2 separate regions of the Ovis aries genome follow, and region 2 is linked to region 1. The links are chromatin contacts, called in public Hi-C maps. All regions are on one chromosome and are shown on one strand. Each heading gives the region's core, a stretch centred on a gene start, on an enhancer-like site or on the middle of the called end of the contact. The rest is flanking DNA. Distances are from core to core; before and after follow the strand shown.

Region 1 (6,408 bases), core at 2,057-4,556:
GACTGCAGATCCCACTGTTAGCAGCTGCAGCCTCACCTATTACATTAGTGTTACTCCAAAGGTAGCTCAGCACACCAGGCTTCCCTGGTGGCTCAGACGGTGAAGAATCTGCATGCAATGCGGGAGATCCAGGTTTGATCCTTGGGTCAGGAAGATCCCCTGGAGAAGGAAATGGCAACCCACTCAAGCCTGGAGAATTCCAAGGACTGACTGTAGCCTGGTGGGCTATAGTTCATGGGGAAGCAGAAAGTCGGGACTTGACTGAGGGACCAACTAGCTTAGCACATGGTGATACTGGCAACGTGCTGTCCTCCAAGACAAGCAAAGCAGTTCCTATTTTTTCAGCCTTTCTCCAGTACCAGAAGATGGGGATGCATAGCCCTGCTCCTTCCCATCACCCAACTTGTGACAAAGGAAGAGGGCCCGCATAAGACCTGGGCTAGACTTGGATGGTTCCAGAACAGCCCGTGGGTTGTTTCACATTAAGAGAATTAAGTGAATTCTGTCTAGTTCCAAGACCCAGACACATGGGTGGAGGTGACAGAAATGCCATAAAGCATACTGCAATCAGATATAACCCCTGATCCGATGTTCTGAAGCATGCTGCTTCGTTATTTTTCATGTAAAGTTTTATTTATGGCTCTGCCAGGTCTTCGTTGCTGTGCAGGCTTTTTGCTAGTTGTGGCAAGCAGGGACTACTCTTTGTTGCAGTGCACGGCACCTCATCATGGTGGCTGCGCTTACTGTGGAGTACAGGCTCTAGAACACGCAGCTTTCCGTAGCTGCAGCACGTAGGTTCCATAGTTGTGGTTCCTGGGCTCTATGCAGCACTACAGAGCACAGGCTCAGCAATCGTGGTGGATGGGTTTAGCTGCTCTGTGGCATGTGGGATCTTCCCTGATCAGGGATGGAACCCGTCTTCTACACTGGCAGGCAGACTCTTTACCATGAGCCACCAGGGAAGCCCCATCCTGCTTCATTATAATGAAAACCTATAAACCCTGCTTCCAAGAATGAATCCTACAGGTATTTTCCAGCATGTGAACGAAAACAGCTACCAAAACGTTTGCTGTGTGGCTATCACAGCAACACACACTGGACACCGAGAGATGACTGGCTACATAAACAACATCCCATCTAAAGAGACAGCAGAGCAGCGATACAGAAACTTAAGACACGACCATCAAGTTGTATGTTTTAATTTATAGTTTTTACCAATAAAAAGATTAGTTACAAAAAAAGAATCTCTATACAAAATCAGGATTTCTTTTCCCTTTCACAGAGAGAATCCACTATCATGTCTTGCCTTGCCAAAGCAAATCTCAAATAGCTTGCATAGCAAAAATTATTCTGAGACAAAAATTCATAAGATTATCAGCTTCTTAAATTTGCTTGAAAGGAAAAATGTAGTGAACACTTGGCCTTGAAGAATTCTAAACAATACTTGGAACCTTCAGAAAGACTCTTGCTCTTGGGCATTTGAGCTGCTGAGAGGGCGTGCAGGAAACTAGCTCACTTACCATGAGATTCTTCTTACACAGAGACACACACACACACACACACACACACACACACACACACACACGAGTCTCCACTCCTGCTTGGTGGGTGCTAGGGCGACATAATAGGAAGAAGGGCTTTTAAAATTTCACAAGTAAATTTTATTGTGGCCACAGGTCAACAGCAGAACACGTGACAGCTGGGGTTCATATTCTCCCCGTCTCCTGGGTTATCATATAAATTAAATATGGAGAGGTACACGCAAACAAACCTCATGAAAACCGAGGAGCTGTTTTCAAATCGCCATTTCCTAGAATAACACACATCACTGCTTCAGAGTGGGGCAAAAAGCCAGCCTACTAGTGCACAGTGCTTCCTGTACAGAACCACAGGGCCAATGTTCAGAGCCTTTTTAGTTGGCTGGGAGTATGGCAGCCACTCAGCACTGCTCCTAGCAGTTCACTTTCAGAATAAAAATATAAAACAAGAAAACTGTGGGAAACATCATAGCCTTCAAAATAAAAAACTATTTGGTGACAAGCCTAGCTCTGATGGAAAAAGCCCACCTTGGCAGGGGGGCGGGAGGGAAGACTTGTGGGTATTGAAGTTGGTCTGATGTACCTTCATGACTCAAAATAAAAAAGCCCTTCAAATACAGATGAGTCTAAAGCCATTACAACCCAGAATTATGGGATTCACTTAGATGTGCTTATAACACCTCCTGAAATAAGATCTACATACAAGGAGCTGCACCCTCCTCACAACTAACTGAAGCATATGGCCATGGGGGTGTAGATGGGGGGCTGGTTTACACCCCCCCCGGGAAAAAAAGACAACTTAAATAGAGTTTAAAGTTCTCCCCTCCACTCTACTCAATAAACACATACCCAGAATGAGAACAAAGTAGGATCAATGACCAGGTGCCTTTCCACGAGGCCTCCCTGTGGCCAATATGAGCTGGAATTTTCTAGCACAATGCAAATTCACTACTCTGGGTACACACAGCGCCCTACACAGTTGCCTGCCCTGGGTTAAACCCAGACTCTATGAAAGGTGCAACTCCACTAGAGTTTTGATCACTTAACTTAGGATAAGTTAAGCAATGACTCTCATGCCTCATTAATACCGATCTGGAGTCCTCACTGACTCAGCAGTGCTTTTTTTTTTTTTAACCAAAATAGCTGGTGAGGTGGCAAACGGTGACAACTGACAGCAGGTCATGGCAATTCCAAAGGCCAAGGAAGCTCTTCGTCCACTGCTCTGGCTTCTGCCCTAGGGTTACAGTTCTGCCACTGTGAAACGTTGTCAACAGGTCTCTGTGGCCAAGCCGTGGCAAAGGTCAATAAATAAAGAGCTGGTCAGAGGCAGAACCATTTTCCGGGCAGACTCCTCTAGCTGGGAATAGGGGGTGACGGGGGGGAGGAAGGAGACATGTGTGCGAGGAAGAGGTAAGAGCCCCGTGGACGGGGTCTGGTGACCCAATGCCAGACACCCAGCTTGCTGCCGGCAGAGCCGGACCTGCCAAAACCCATCACTCAGATGGAAAAGGAAAAAAAGACATCAAAAAATAATACTACTAATAATGGTAATACGGCCAGTTCTGAAATTTGCACAGTTGATAATTTGTTCTTCTTAGCAGTAAGGACTTGAATGAGAATCATGAAACTCGAGGAACACTCTTTTTTTTTTTCCAGGATTTAAAAAACTGTTGTCTTGTTCTGAAAGACTACATTCAGTGTGGGTCAGATCCAACAGCATCAGCTAGAACTCAGTGGTGAAGGTCACCCCGAGCTGGGAGGAAACGTCATCTGAGTGGAAAGGCTGGTGGGCAGGCCAGAGGCCGCTCCTTCACTGATCCCCGAGCCGAAAGCCCTGGCCCCAGTTGTGCCGACCGCCTCCGCCGTTCTGATCGGCTGCTCGCCTCATGCTAGCTGGGGGCACACCAAACCCCGACACCCCTCCTCTTCTGCTGGGTAGCCAACGGTACCTGGAGCACAGTGGACGAGACACAAAATGAGAGAAAACCACAAAGTCATTTCCACGGAGTTGTCCATCCTTATCTCCCTGCCCGGGGCTCCCGTGGCATCTGTCTCATCGAATTACGTTTATCTGTGGCCACGGAGAGGCTGAGGACAATGTCTCATTTAACTCTGTCTGATGGCTCAGCAGGTAAGGAATTCACCTGCAATGCAGGAGCCACAGATTCGATCCCTGGGTTGGGAAGATCCCCTGGAGGAGGAAATGGCAACCCCCTCCAGTATTCTTGCCTGGAAAATCCCATGGACAGAGGTGGGCTACAATCCAAAGTCCTGGTGGACTCCATGCCCTGACCACAGAAGGCACTCGCTATTTATGATTTTTTTAACTAAGGTTTCACACTAACATCACACTCTAATTTTTTTTTCCTGATTACAAAAGCAATTTATGTGGGAACAGTTAAGTATGGAAACAAAAACATTAACACCCATAAGCCCAGCAACCAGAACCATCTATATAGCATTTTGGTTTATATAAACATGTAGCTAGCTTGCTCAAAGGACCCTAAGTAAATTCAGTTCCAAGGACAAATCCGCAACCACGGCATCTCCATGATGCAACTGGATTCTTCGCGTCCATCGAGGGACAGTGGAGAAGGCGGCTTTCTGTCTTGGAGTTTGGGCGTGTTTTCAAGTTCATTCACTGTGTGTCCTCCAACTGCATTCTTTCCATCTCATTGATGGTGGGAAAGCTGAGGCCCAAAAAGGTTAGCTGATTTCCCAACTTACAAATTAATAATTCAGAGTCACAGAACAGCTAAGAAAATGTAAACCCAGGACTCTATGTTCTCAGTAGTTTTTCCAACTGTTTCCCTTCCTTGATTATTAGTCAGCTGAGCATCTATTTTCACCTGCTCCACTTATCAGACCTGATGGCTTGATCTCTGCCTTGACGCACAGAGACTGTGACCTGATGTCCCGTTTTAAACCCCTCATGGCACCAAGGGCTTCCCTGGTGGCTCAGATGGCAAAGCGTCTGCCTGCAATGTGGGACCCAGGTTTAATCCCTGGGTGGGGAAGCTCCCCTGGAGAAGGGAATGGCAACCCACTCCAGTACTCTTGCCTGGAAAATTCCATGGACTGAGGAGACTGGTAGGCTACAATCCATGGGGTTGCAAAGAGTTGGACACAACTGAGTGACTTCACTTTCACTTGGCACCAAAAACAAACCACGAGGGGTGACTTGCCCACAGCAGGAAGCCTGAGGAGCTCAACTTTATCATAAGGCATTTCCCTCACACTGGGTACTGCTTGTTTAAAAATGCATCTCATCTTCACAACTGCCACAACAGGTACTATTATTACCCCATTTTATAGATGGGAAAACGGAGGCAGAATTGAGTCGAGCTCTTCTGAAGTGACAGGCAAGGATTCAAACCCAGGCAGCCTGACTCTGGAGCTCACACCCCACCCCACAGCATACAGAGTGCTTGATTCAGATGACAGCAGTTAGTGACCAAAGTCCTCATATCTTTACACATCAACCCTGTTAGCTGCATGCTCCCTCTCCAGAAAGACAATTAAACCCCTTGTAAAAACAAAAACAACAGAAGAGGCTCTACCTTTTTTTTTGGCCACATCTCTCAGCATGTGGGGTCTTAGTTCCCCAACCAGGGACCAAAGCTCTGCCGCCTGCAGCACCAGTGCGTTTTCTTAACCACTGGGCTGCTAGGGAGGCCCCGGTCTACTTTTCTAAGCAGAAGGCAAAAGACTGACACATCTTGCTGCTGCTGCTGCTGCTGCTGCTAAGTCGCTTCAGTCGTGTCCAACTCTGTGTGACCCCATAGACGGCAGCCCACCAGGCTCCACCGTCCCTGGGATTCTCCCGGCAAGAATTCTGGAGTGGGTTGCCATTTCCTTCTCCAATGCATGCAAATGGAAAGTGAAAGTGAAGTCACCGAGTCGTGTCCAACTCTCAGCGACCCCATGGACTGCCTTAGAATTCTGTAATTCACATCTTCCCTTTTCAGCAAATTCAGTTTGATCATTAAATCAACATGTATTTCCAAGCACTGGTTTCCCAACATTCATAATGTTCTGGCACAAATAACATTCCTCCAAAGTATATAATAAATTGGAAGACTTAAAAAAGGCAACACCAGGGCTGTCTTGCTTTGCTTCTGACTCTGAGACAATATGGAAGCCATCGCCACTGCTTAAACAGATAGTGAAATTAAATGCAAGTAATTAGTATAAAAAGATACCCAATTATACATAATCAACAAAGATTTATGATAATTTCAAAGCAGTTACTGCTTCTGTAAGGAGCTACATTTTGTCATCTGATCTTTATGCAAAATTTCACAGAAGGGCTTCCACCAACAGGGAAAGCTCATGAGGAAGGCAGGCTCCAGTGGGCTGTTGGTTTTGCCACTAGAATCTCATACATGTTGTTGCCCACAACTGAGAAATGTCTCCAAGCCATTAAATCAGAATATGGCCGTTTAAAGTAAAATAACTCTTGGCTGCCCCCTAAAGCAACAAGTTTTGTTTTGTTTTTTTAAAATGATGCATCTGCCATCAGACTTGATAAACCTAGATTAAAAATCCAAGCCTGCTGTAATTGTGTCCTTTGATAATTAGAAAACAGATTGGTCATCAGTTTTTTTTTTTAGCCTGAAGGCAACTCAAGACTCAGACGGTAAACAAGTTTCTTTTCATGCTCTTAATGAAGGGGGGAAGAAAAAAAACGAAGAAAAAGACACACATACACAACAATAGTGTACTTCTCTGTATATTTCACAATGAAGGACTTTCAAATACCTTCCTCTAGCCTATGAAAGTGAGGACAGGGGGAGGCACTCAAGTTTTACTGGCCTCATTGGCCCCTTGGAAGAATGGCAAACTGCAGAACATTAAAATGAGCAAGATG
Region 2 (6,408 bases), core at 1,843-4,342, 310 kb before region 1:
AATTAGAAAGAAAGGGAAAATTAGCACCCATTTAACAATACAATGGAAATAATGTCTTCATTAATGGCTGTTTTTCTCATATATTTTCAAAGCATGTACAGACATCAGTTCACTCATTCTCTCTCTCTCCCTCCGTCCCTGTCTCTCTCTGTCACTTTAAAAGGTGTGGGAAATGGACCCAGTTCCTTGCAGCTCAGAGGTGATGATGCTCCGCTTGGAATCCAGGTCTCCCAGCCTGACCAGCTCCTCCATTCTGGTATCAGGCTACTGCGCCTTTACCCAGGCTGTGGTCTGGGCCTGGAATTCCCTTTCCTCTCCTCCTTATGCCCAGAAGCCACTCCAACATGATCTCTTTATTGAAAATAGCTGTTCCTTCTTTTAAACCCAGGGTTTCACAAACTTTTCCTTTTAAATGCTGAATAGTAAATAGTTTAGGCTTTGAGGGTCATCTGGTCTCTCCGCCTACCAACTTCCCAACTCCGCCATTCGGGGGCAAAATCAGCCACGGACAACACAAAAACAAACAAGCAAGCCATGTTCTGCTCCCACACAGTTTTATTTACCGAAACAGATAGTGGGCTGGAGCTAGCCTTCAGGGCACGATGGAACTTTGCTGACCTTGCATTTGAGTCCCAAGGAAATTTGCCATCAGCTAGCATCATGCTCCACATTACATTATCCACCAGGGGTTTATCCTTCTTTCTTCACCTAGATGCAATATCCAAAGTATTTGGACAGTATATATCCAAAGTATATTCAAAAACACTAATTCAAAGAGATATATTCGTACCTGTGCCCATCAGAGTATCTACAATAACCAAGATACAGAAGCAACTAAGCGCCCATCAAAAGATGAATGAATAAAGAAGATGTGATATATACATGTATACAATGGAATATTACTCAGTCATCAAAAAGGTGAAATCTTGCCATTTGCAACAACATGGAAGGAGCTTGAATGAGGGTATTAGGCTTATTAAAGTAAGTCAGACAGAGAAAGACAAATAGTGTATTATTTCACTCATACGTAGAATATAAGAAACTAACACCAATAACAAAATAAATTAATAAACCAAATTAAATGAAAAGAAACATATAAATGCAAAAGACAGAGTAGTAGTTACCAGATAGGAAGGGCTGGGGGAAGGCCAAATGAGTAAGGAGGATCCACTATATGATGACAGAGGAAAGCTAAATGTGGGGAAATGAGCACAGTCTAGTGTACACAGAAGTAGAAACATAAGGCTGTACATATGAAACCTATTTTGTGTTATAAACCAATGCTACTGAAACAAAAAATAATAAATTTTAGAAGACTGTCTTTTAGTCCCTTCTAATACTCACCCACTAACATGGATATCCACTGAATTGGCCCAAAGTCTCCTGCTGCTGCTAAGTCACTTCAGTCGTGTCCAACTCTGTGCGACCCCATAGACAGCAGCCCACCAGGCTCCCCCTTCCCTGGGATTCTCCAGGCAAGAACACTGGAGTGGGTTGCCATTTCCTTCTCCAATGCATGAAAGTGAAAAGTGAAAGTGAAGTTGCTCAGTCGTGTCCGACTCCTAGCGACCCCATGGACTGCAGCGCACCAGGCTCCTCTGTCCATGGGCTTTTCCAGGCAAGAGCACTGGAGTGGGCGCCATCGCCTTCTCCTAAGCCTTCTGCAAAGGAGAGAACCCAGTCTAAAGCTTCTTCTTCTGGGGTCAAGTGTGTCACACCCAACCCCAGCCATAACACCCCATGTGCCCTTCATATGAAAATCAGTGTCCCTGTCTGCTCCACACCCCTGGGCTCTCTGCTTCCAGAGCCTCCCAGAATAACTGCATGTCTTCTCTGAATGTTTGGTAAAGAATCTGGATTGTGTGTGCCTGATCAGTCGCTCAGTCGTGTCCGATTCTTTGTGACCCCGTGGACTGTAGCCCACGAGACTCCTTTGTCCCTGGGATACTCCAGCAAGAATACCGGAGTGGGTTGCCATTTTCTCCTCCAGGGGATCTTCCCTACCCAAGGATCGAACCTGACTCTCTTGCATCTCCCACATTGGCAGGCAGATTCTTTACCTCTGAGCCATTCGGGAAGTGGCTGGATTAAGCTTTTTAAATTATCAAATTCAAAGCCAATCTTGCTGAACCTGGATGCCGCACCCCCATCTGTGGCTCTCTGGTCCCATCCCTCACACACTGCCCAGTTGGTCCATGATTTAGCAGCTCTGCTTTTGTCGTTGTTAGTTTTCTGGTCCATCTTCAACATTCATCAGTAGCAAACTAACATTCACTGAGCAGCTACTATAATCTGTGCTTTGAGAATTTGAGAAAGAGTCTCAAGAGAAGATTAGACTTGTGGTTTCCATTGTATAACCTTTGGTACAATTAGATTTTTATTTTTTTACATTATTGCAGACATGCTAAATCTTTTCACTCATATCTGACTCTTTGCAATCTGATTCTACAGGGTGTAGCCCATGAGGCTCCTCTGTCCATGGGATTCTCCGGGCAAGAACACTGGAGTGGGTTGTTATGCCCTCCTCGAGGGGATCTTCCCCACCCAGGGATCAAACCCGCGTCTTCTGCATCTCCTGTACTGCAGGTGAATTCTGTATTGCTGAGCCACTGGGGAAGCCCGCTTACATTACTACCTTTAGCTTATAAACATCTTAGACGAGACCACTGAAGGGATTTGATACATCATTTTTGAAAAAGTATATTTCACATATGAGGTCTTTCTGCACATGATTGTGGATTAATAGTTGGTGGATAAGTCTAGAGGGAAACAAACAATTTTTGTTTTGAGTTTGAAAACTACAGAGCTTTATTAAATAATCTTACCCTCTCCTTTCTAAGATTTGTTTCTGCACTAATAATGTTCCTATGCTTCCAAAGTCAAGAGCCTCAGTGTTCTGAGACTTGGAAACCCAAAAAGGATGCAGCTTTTCCCTGGGCCCTGCCCACCACACTCCACCAGACTCTTAGAACTGCCTCCTGCGCACAAAGGGTGAATCTGGAAAAAAACCCAGCTGACTCAGCCCTGGAACTCCCTCCTCACTCCACCCGGGCAGGACTGCTGTTCCTCTGACTCCCAGTAGGGGGAGCAGCTGCTCCCTCTATCAGTTCCAGAGACCTTCCCAGCCTCTGGCTATTCTCCAGGGTTCATAGAGCTAAAAGACTCTCCCCAGAGTTTCAGTCTTCTGTGTCCCACAGCAGTGGCAGCACTGTCCAAATTCCATCTCTGCTGAAAATGTAGCAAAATGAAGACTGTATTGAGAGCTGGCACCCGAAAGCACGTCTCCCATCATGACTGCCACCTGCCTTCAGCCCCCGATGTCTTGAGGAGAAAAAATGAAATGCATATTTGGACACATAGAAATGATGAATGAAGCTGCCACCACCCCCTGGAGCCCTTGGGCTTTCTTCTCTGACTCAGTCACCAATTCCCTAAGCTCCCTCAATGCCTTCCAAAGCCTGGGTGTGGCTACAGAGCCCTTGAAAAATGACTAGTGTGATGAGTAGTTGAATGCTTTATTTTAATTCAGCTAGATTTAAAAACAATTCAGTTATTGGAAAACTTTATGCCTGGAACAATGTGGGCAGATGAATGTTTTTTCAACTGTAAATTTTATAAAATCAAAATACATATCAAGTATTTTTAATGAAAATTTAACAGTCCAGATGAGATGCGCTGTAGGTAACAGATTTTGAGCACATAGAACAAAAAGAACACAAAACTGTCACATTTGTAGTGGTTCATATGATCACATGTGAAAATGCTATTTAGGATATCTCGGGTTAAACTATATTACTAAAGTTAATTTTACCTGTTTCTTTTTTCACCTAAGAGTTGACCCTTGAACAACACAGGATGAATTGCACAGGTCATTTATATGCTTATTTTTAAACAGTAAATACTGCAGTGTTACACACAGTCTTTGGCTGGTAAAATCTGCACAGGTGGAACCACAGATACAGAGGAAGCATGGATTTGGAGGGCCAATCACAAATTACACTCAAATTTCCCACTGCTTCAAGGACTGAGGCCCCTAGTCCCCCTTGTTGTTCAAGGGTCAGCTGTGTTTTTTAGCAAACAGCACTTTTCTAGACCCTCTTCCAGCTTATTTGTTTGTTTTAGAGAGGGGTTGGCTGTACTGAGCGGCATATGGGATCTTAGTTCCCCAACCAGGGATCAAACTCACTCTGCCTGCTTTGGAAGCACAGCGTCTTAACCACTGGACCACCAGAGAAGTCCCTCCAGTTTTCCTTTGCCTTGAAAACTGGCCAGAAATTCCACCTGGTGTGAACAGGGTGGTGTTCTGCGAAGAAATCACACAGCTTTCCAAGGCCCGCAGTGCTGGAAGGAGGCAGAAGGAGCAACACCAGGTGGAACTGGGTCTGACATCCTGAGGGAAAGCCAACCCATGCTAGGAACATCCCAACCCCACCCCGACTCCCATGCCATCAATGGGATCCATGCAGGCCCTCAGTGGACCCTCTCCTGGAGACCCAGGGATGATAAATGCACGGTTCTAGCCTTCTAGGGGCACATGGCTTTGGAGGAAGGGTTTCCACAGTCAAGCATAAGAACCATGGTACATGCAGGAGCCTCTGACTCAGCCCCAGGGGGAGCAGGGAACCCCCTCCCCCCAGATGAGATGGTTCTGGGCAAACTGGAGGAGATTAAGGCCTCTCTCCAGCTGGCCTATGAAGTGGCTCTACCAAATCAGATGTGTGAACTTGGGTATCATTGCCCCTTGCCAAGGCTTGGCTTCCATCTTGTAAAATAAGATGCTTTGAACAGATTCTGCTTAAGAATGTAGTTATTCAGTACAACTGTTCTTTTCTCTACACAGCGTTGGCAGAGAAGCAGGGCTCCAATCAGGCCCGAGGCCAGGCCTTGACTTTTCTCCTAGAGCTAACTCAGGACTTCATTTCCGTACCCAGCACCCAAGCCCAGGTCTGCTTGAAACTCAGGCCAAAGGCTCATTAAAGATACATGGAAGGGAGGGCTGCGAGAACAGGAGTGCCAGCCCCCGCCCCCCAACCAGCAGGACCAATGCTGGGAGTTCGGCTTTCAGTGACCGCTCTTATCCCTGGGGAGCACCCCTTTCCAGGATACTCCAAGTTGGAAACACACAAGATGGATTGGGGCACAAGGACCCAGCACAAATTCCAGCAGGATCAGAATATCCAGTAAAGTGCTTTCAGGGGCTTCTGGTGCCCGAAAAGTCCCTGGGAGACCAGGGAGGAAAGGGTGTGGAGAGTCTGGAAATCAAAACCCAGAAACCCAGCTCTCATCCTGACTCAGAAAGAAAGTAAACAGAAAGCGATAGTCTCTCAGTCGTGTCCGACTCTTTGCGACCCCCTGGTCTGTCCATGGAATTCTCCAGGCAAGAAAACTGGAGTGGATTGCCATTCCCTTTTCCAGGGGAATCTTCCCAAACCAGGGATCAAACTTGGGTTTCCTGCATTGCAGGCAGATTCTTTACCGTCTGAGCCACCAGCCTTGGAAATACAAATAACAACAATCACAACAGTGATCATTTGCTCATGTCTCCCTCCGTGTGCGAGAGCAAAACAAGCATGTAAATCAAAGGCAGTGGGGATGAGAGAGGCCAGGTGCACCTCCAGCTGCAGGAATCGGGAAGGGTGGGATCCTAGCAGGTTGGCATTTGGGGGAACAAGGAAACTGGGATCCTGGGCGGAGAGGCCGTGGAGGCTAAAAGGAGTGTATCTTCCTTTTCCGTTTAGTTTATATGTTCTTCTTCTCAAGAAGAGAGAAGAAAGTATTTCTGCAGCAGTGGACTAACTTTTCTCTATACTGAAATGTAAAGTTTGTTCTGAGCGTTAACGCTTGGTTATTTACACTTTCTGTTACTGCATTTATCACTCTCAAGAACGTGTGCAATAGTTTGTGACTGGGATGCGTTGTGGGAACCTGGTCCCTCCAACAGGACAGGGAGTTTGTTTGATACTTTCTCTTGTTCCCTGTCAGCCTGCCATGCAATCTCTGAATTAGAAGGACCCTGAAGATTACTCTAGCCAGACCCCCTCCTCTTCTCTCCCCAAGATGCCTCTGCAAGACAGGTGTGCATGCTACCTTTTCTTTATTGTATGCAAAACAAGATGTTAAAAATGTATTCTTTCTGTTTCCGTATCAGCTCATACCCCAAGAGAACAAGAGCTGCCTGTTTACCATTTCAAAGTGAAGGGTAAGGGACTTTCCTGGGGGTCCAGTGGTTAAGAATCTGCCTTGTGATACAGGGGACGTGGGTTCGATCCTTGGTCGGGGGACTAAGATCCTGCATGCCACGGAGCAACTAAGCCCTTGCACCACATCCAGAGACTCTTTGTGCTGCCATGAAAGATCTCCCATGACGCAGCAAAGATCCCATGTGCTGCAGCTAAAACCCAACACAGC

What was found. Hi-C and Micro-C count contacts between places; a contact is called where the count stands out from the background.
Region 2: a Hi-C map of muscle shows a contact between it and region 1, with 5 times the contacts expected there. The contact joins two enhancer-like sites. A contact is called at or near these places in 11 of 16 Hi-C or Micro-C datasets (blood, hypothalamus, liver and 7 more).

The regions. Positions count from the first base shown.
Region 1 is chr9:29,764,024-29,770,431 of ARS-UI_Ramb_v3.0, reverse strand. It overlaps DERL1 (derlin 1), which reads right to left. Exons shown (of 8, transcript XM_004011662.5): 8 at 1,184-3,487. The coding sequence ends at 3,349. Among named protein-coding and RNA genes, the nearest start is that of TBC1D31, 23 kb to the right of the region's middle. Within about 2 kb of position 3,306, at least 5 of the 54 cell types and tissues checked have an H3K27ac peak or open chromatin away from gene starts, as enhancers often do. A contact at or near this core is called in muscle, where this site is marked.
Region 2 is chr9:30,073,180-30,079,587 of ARS-UI_Ramb_v3.0, reverse strand. No RefSeq gene overlaps it. Among named protein-coding and RNA genes, the nearest start is that of ZHX2, 92 kb to the right of the region's middle. Within about 2 kb of position 3,092, at least 1 of the 54 cell types and tissues checked has an H3K27ac peak or open chromatin away from gene starts, as enhancers often do. A contact at or near this core is called in muscle, where this site is marked.